Linked DNA regions of Mus musculus: region 1 is linked to region 2. The links are chromatin contacts, called in public HiChIP or PLAC-seq maps. All regions are on one chromosome and are shown on one strand. The core of a region is the stretch at or near the end of the contact, and the rest is flanking DNA. Distances in the headings are between cores, read along the strand shown. Region 1 has its middle 23 kb from the start of Gm35167. Region 2 holds the start of Rrm2b (ribonucleotide reductase M2 B (TP53 inducible)).

What was found. HiChIP or PLAC-seq counts read pairs in DNA pulled down with a chosen protein or histone mark.
Region 1: an H3K4me3 HiChIP or PLAC-seq map of bone marrow-derived macrophages shows a contact between it and region 2, with 5 times the contacts expected there. The contact joins the enhancer-like site here to the promoter of Rrm2b in region 2. A contact is called at or near these places in 3 of 39 promoter capture datasets (the 3T3-L1 cell line, 3T3-L1-derived adipocytes and stem cell-derived epiblast-like cells), 2 of 484 Hi-C or Micro-C datasets (the N1E-115 cell line and the NIH/3T3 cell line), 3 of 115 datasets of contacts at active chromatin or transcription factors (bone marrow-derived macrophages, embryonic stem cells and pancreatic cancer cells) and 3 of 9 other capture datasets (adipose tissue, liver and pancreatic islet).

Annotation. Positions count from the first base shown.
Region 1 is chr15:38,175,307-38,178,054 of GRCm38.p6, forward strand. No RefSeq gene overlaps it. Among named protein-coding and RNA genes, the nearest start is that of Gm35167, 23 kb to the right of the region's middle. Within about 2 kb of position 1,330, at least 49 of the 459 cell types and tissues checked have an H3K27ac peak or open chromatin away from gene starts, as enhancers often do. A contact at or near this core is called in the N1E-115 cell line and the NIH/3T3 cell line, where this site is marked.
Region 2 is chr15:37,959,426-37,962,604 of GRCm38.p6, forward strand. It overlaps Rrm2b (ribonucleotide reductase M2 B (TP53 inducible)), which reads right to left and starts at 1,630. Exons shown (of 9, transcript NM_199476.1): 1 at 1,419-1,630. The coding sequence starts at 1,466. It overlaps Gm49085 (a long non-coding RNA gene), which reads left to right and starts at 1,733. Exons shown (of 2, transcript XR_003951596.1): 1 at 1,733-2,116.

The sequences.
Region 1 (2,748 bases), core at 80-2,579, 220 kb after region 2:
GCATAGCTCTTATTACGTGTGAGTATTGAGGACATCATTCTGTCATTTGCTTCCTTCATTCAGATGATAATTTTGAAATTTGCAGTGCATGCTTTGTGAGCTAGGGATACAGATGGCTCAGCTCCTACCCAACTTGGTGAAGCTCACTTCATTCCCAAAACTTAAAAAAAAAAAAAAAAAAAAAAAAAAAAGAGTACTTTTGTGCTTGCTACTTTGTACTTTAACGTTCAAAGGATCCCGTTCCTTCATCATTAACAGATACCCAGATTGTTTTAATTGATTTTATAGACAATGTGGCAAAGCAGTTCCTTGCACAGTCCTCTTGTGAGAGCATCTTTCTAGAGTTCAGAAGGGGAAGTGCTGGCCTATAGGGTATATACACTACCACCACTGTTACATGCTGTCAACAGAGTCTCCACAGTGGACGGTGATAATGTCCTCCCTTCTAGTAGCATCCAGGGTTGACTGAATTCTTTTCCCCTGGAGTCTGATAAAAAGATACCTGGTCTGGGACGTGAAAATGGCCCAGAGGGTTCAAACACACAAGCTTCGTGACCTGGATTTGAAAAGGCAGATACAGTGGTTTACATATGTAGTCCCAGAAATCCAACAGTGAGGTAGGAGAGGGGTAGATAGGAGAATCATAAAGACAGAAACCGTAAGTCAACAAGGAGGCAGGCGAAATCCACTAAAAGGTTGTTCGATGGCTTCTCCATATATACCATGGCACAAGTGCACTCTCTCTCTCTCTCTCTCTCTCTCTCTCTCTCTCTCTCTCTCTCAGTGCTTTTTATTTGACTCTTCCACTCCTTTCTCTTGACCCCTCTCTCTCAATCCCTAGTTCTTCTCCAAATTATGTAAAACCCATTTTTTAGGGTAGATTCCTCGCCTCATAATACACATAATGAACCTTGACTAATATGCATGTTGAGATCATTCACTATATAAAAATGACAAGGCCTCAAAGAATGAAAAAAAAAAAGCACAGTTTTTTAAAAAAGTGTCTGGAGAAAGGGATGGCAGTGTTCACAGCGCTGACTTTACATCTGAGGCCCCGAGGCTGGCTCTGCGTCACCTGTTTCCCTTCCTTCCTCCATCCCTTCCTCAGATCATTTCTTTGCCTACACACCCATTTCCCTCTTTCCCTCCAGATTAGAGACTATATATAAGCGTTGTCTCACTCACTTTCACATTCTTCTCTGCCAAAAGGAAGTGTCAGCCCAGCGCCAGAATTCCCAGAGGGAGCAATTAGTTCAGGCTGGCTGGGAGAGCCAGTCTTGGGGGAGGTGCTGGTACTTGTCTGGTGCCTAGATGACACAACAGGAAGCTAAGGAACAAGCTACAACAGGCAACATTAATCTGCAGTGTGTGCCAAGCACGGGGCTAAGAGCTGTGTGTGTCAACTCACTCATCCCTCCATCAGCTGTGTGAAGCAAGGGGTAATAGATGTTCATTTCGCAGGTGGGGAGGCTGGGAATGAGCAACTAGAAAGCCTATTTATTGCCAGGATCCCCTCTAACATGTTATGTTAATAAGTAAGGGGTAGATAAGGTCAAGGTTGGTCTGGTCTAGAATTTCAGTGTTTAAGGAATTATTCTTAAAAATGGTAACTTCCAAACCTCATATGGTTCTTGAATACAAAAAGGAAAAAAAGGAAAGTGAGAGGAATTTGTGTGTGTGTGTGTGTGTGTGTGTGTGTGTGTGTGTGTGTGGTCTGCTGTCCTCCTGAAGGGCTAAGCAGAGATGGGGCAAAAAGGTTCCGCAAGGATCTGGTCTGGTTTGGAAAACCAGAAGTGTTACAGTTCTTAGAAAGGAATCCAGGTTTGTGCAGCCAGCATGGGGCAGGTAGCCGAGGTCCTGGGTCTCTGTCAGCTACTGTGACAGTGACCCCAGCAGGAGCAGAGATGGCAGAGGCAGGGTGAAGCAGGAGGGTAAGGTCCAAGGTCCAGCAAGGAATCCTTGAGGAGAGAAAACTCTTCCCCAAGTGTTACAGCTCAGTAAAACAGCCACTCTCAGCGATGCTCGATGCCGCTCTCAGCGATGCTCGATGCTTGTGAAATAACTTGAGAGCTTTATTCCATGTGGACAAGGCCTATGTAAACAATGAGGGGAGGGGTGGGATTTAGGGGTAGTGGTTCCCATTGGCTCAGTTTAACGTATTAGGATGCCCTATTTGCATAGGGAAGGACTCCGGGTGTTTGCTTACTGACTGACTGCCCAAGGTCCTCTCAGTGGGTTGGCGTGGCTAAGTGTTGCAGAGCAGGTACAGAACCGGGCAGAGAACAGCCCCACTCCTGCAGGTCTCATCCCTGAGATTCCTGGTATTTGAGTTCTTCTGGCTGCTGGCACGGCTCTGCTCGCTTGCCTTCTGTGCGCACGCGTGTGCGTGTGCGAGTGCGTGTGCGTGTGTGTGTGTTAGGGATGATACTGGTGAGCTTTGTATAACTTGGTTTTTCTCCTGAGGAAAGAGAAGCAGGAAGTGAGAAGGAAGGAAGATTGGAGGAGGTTGCATAACCAGCACAGGGCAGCTGAAGTGGCTAAGGGATGTCTCCAAAATATGAACAAGAAACCTCTAGAGAACAGCAGTGTTCACTTTGAAATCACCTGCTTTTTCTTCCATGCAAATGTCTCTATCTTCCTGAATCTTAGCAAACACCAAGTCTGCTCTACACACAAAGGAGGATCAGTGTGAATTCATAGAAAAGAAGAAAATGGCTCAGTCTGGCATTTGGCTTTCAGTTCAGTTTC
Region 2 (3,179 bases), core at 380-2,879:
ATCGGAAAAAAATCTACATGTTAGGAGACTAATAAACCTCATTTATTTCCCTTTAAGATGGCCCTTAAATCAACTGTGCTAAGATCACCTGAAGTGCCTGTTACAAAGGCAGGTTGTAGGCTTGGTAATTTAGTTTTTATTAATCACTCCACATGCTTCTGATACAAATAGCCCGCACTGCCCTATCATATCCAAAATAAAAATAAAAAACTAAAAAACAAAGTGCTTACGATATCCCGAATCTCAAAAACTCTTGGATTCGTTAAAAAAAAAAAAAAAAAAAAAAGTACTCACTAAAATTTATTCTAGGTCTAAACCTTTGCTCTGTCTTTATGAATTAAAAGTAATTTTTTTTTTTAAAAGTTAACTTTCAGGTGTTAAGCCAGAATGATTCCTGGTGTCATTGGCAAACCAGAGAAGTCTAAATATTGCCGGAAAGGAGAAATTGGTGCTGAGTATCTTTGTTTCAAGGGGAAAATTAAGGGATAGACATAATTTATTATTAAACGATTACAGAATAAAAATCAACTTAGAACCTCCATCTTTGTCTAGAAATGCCAGTATAAGCATGAATATATGTGGGCTCAAACTTTTATGGCCCCTTCCAACTTGCCACAGTATTAACTTCAAGACACCACAAAGAGAAACAGGCTCACATACCAAAAAAAAAAAAAAAAAAAAAAAAAAAAGTATTACTTGTATTCCAGATGGTTTAGAATATTTGTCTCCAAAATGTGGAGTTGGAATTACACAGTAACAACTTACATTACTATAAAGCCGTATAATTTTTGTTTGCTCTTATTACATACTTCTTTCTGCTAGCACGGGTTAATTTTAGATTTATTAAACACTTTGCATAAAGCACTTCATTCTTTGTGAAGGAAGAAACACTTCCACTACTGAAATGAAGAGACACCCCGAAGATTCAGTTAGAAGTTCGGTGTGAGGAAAACTGGTCTCCCAGTCTTTTATTCGTTGTAAGGGTTTCTCGTCCTCCCTTCACCTGTCATCTCCTCCCCTCATCCACCTGCATCAGTTTCCACACGAGTTCCTCAACTGCATCTGATGGTTCACCTCTCTTGCGTAGATCCGTCACAGCCCTTTTTCACCCGCCAGGGCTCCCGACAAGAAAAGAAAGACTGGAGAGCAGAGGTTGGAGAACAAGGGGACACGGAGACTTCCTCAGCCGGGACCTGAGTGTTCCTGCTCCGCCCTGAGCAGAGCAGCACAGCGTCCATGCTCGCCCTTCCCGACTCCCCAACACTAGCCTGAGGTGAGGGCGCTTCCTTTCGGCCTGCACAGTGTTTCTGACGGCGACGAATAAAATACTACTCTACAGCGGACCTGCGACTGACTCGCAGCAACCTAAAGTCCGGGCGTGACCCAGGGGTGGAGGATGAAGCGACTGCGACATTTACCTCACCCTTCTCCGGCCTGGCCGCTTCCGGCCTTTCCGGGTCGCCCATCGCGCAGACTCCACCAGAGCCACCCGAGCTGAGGAACTGAGCGCGGCCGACCAAATCCTAGTAGGATCAGATCGTCCTGTGCGAACCTCCTCCTGCTCCGGGCACGCCTTGCCGCGCCGGTCCTGGGTTCTAGCCGGCCCATTGAGGGGCCTTCTCTGCGGTGGCTCCGCCCAGGCACGCTACTCTCGGCGCCTGAAAGATCCGCCTTTCCTGCCGGCCCCGCCCCACTGCCTAGAGATCCGCCTACCTCAGCCGGCTCCACCCAGCGTCTCAGAGATCCGCCTACCTCAGCCGGCCCCGGCCCGCCCCGCCAGAGATCCGCCTACCTCAGCTGGCCCCGCCCCTCGCCGCCGAACTCTGCTTCCTCGGCTGGCCCGCTTCTCTTCACTGAGCAGGGTCCCCACTCCGGCGACGGCTGCGTAAGTTCAGTCCGCAGTACCAGAGCACTTCAAGCCTGTTCTTTAGCGTCGCATGACCCCGCCCACTCTTGCTCCCCCAGCTTCCGCGCTGTTGCCCAGCCTGTCATCTGCTCTGAATTCTAGAGCGTCTACTGGAATTTGCAGTCTGCCTACTTGTGCCAGACTACCTGGTACACGAGGTGACTGGCACGCCGGGACATTCCCTAGCCCTCGTGGTGCCCCAGCGACACGGTAGGTTGCACCCAGTCAGTCCAAGAGACTGCCAGAGTGGCTGTAGAGCTGCCCACTGGATGGGATGTGGAAAGCAGGGTGGGAGGTCGACACTGTTAAAAACTCCAAGGAGAAAGGAACTCTTGTATTTCAGCAACCAAAAGGAGAAACTGGAGGGGGAAAGTGTGTGCGTGAATGGAGCTTGAGAATGAGTAGGAAAAATAGCTAAATCCTGGGAAATACCTTGAAGTCTTTGTGATTGTTTAACTGAGTAATATTTATTGAACTTTCACAACCTGATAGGTTCTATTCTGCTAAGCCCTTTATGTGAATTAATCTTTGAGATATTTCCCTGTAGTCGATACTGCAATTTTCATGTTCCAGATTAAACTGAACCCGAAGATAAATAGCCAAGATTAAGCAACCAAAATACGGTAGACTCCAATATCCTTGCTACGGATACTTTTCAAAGCAAAGGTTAAAGTTGTAAAGAGATTCAACACTTTTGTATTGCAAGGGCCAAAGACAGTGAATAATGATGGTGGCAATACTCTTGGTTGAATTGCTTCTATGTTTTCAGCATATGGTACATATATGGTAGTACGACAGAAAAATATAATGAGCGGGATGGGACTGTAGCTCATTAGGTGATGATGTACAAGGCCTTGGGTTCAATCCCCAGCACTACCCCTTCTTGTATACAAACACAAATAAGATATACAAATTAAATAATAATATGGTGAAAGAAGAGTTGAGTATGGTATTGAACACCTCTGATCCCAGCATCTTGGATAGGAGCAGGAGGATCGTGAAACCAAGGTCGTCTTGGGCTAGATGGGAAGATCCAGTCTCAAAGCCAAAAACCAAAAACGTGAAAAAGAAGTAAGAGATTTTCAGTAGATTCTGGAAAGAGCCTTGTTATGACTTCAACATCTGGCAACTGCTTGGTGGTTAGCCTCTAAAATAGAAAGCAGGATAGAAATTTTGCTTTAAGCTCTAAAGCTTAATTAACCTGAAGCGAGTTATCTTTCTTGGAGCAATATGATCAAATGCTGAGTAAAAACTTTTTATATATTATAAAGTT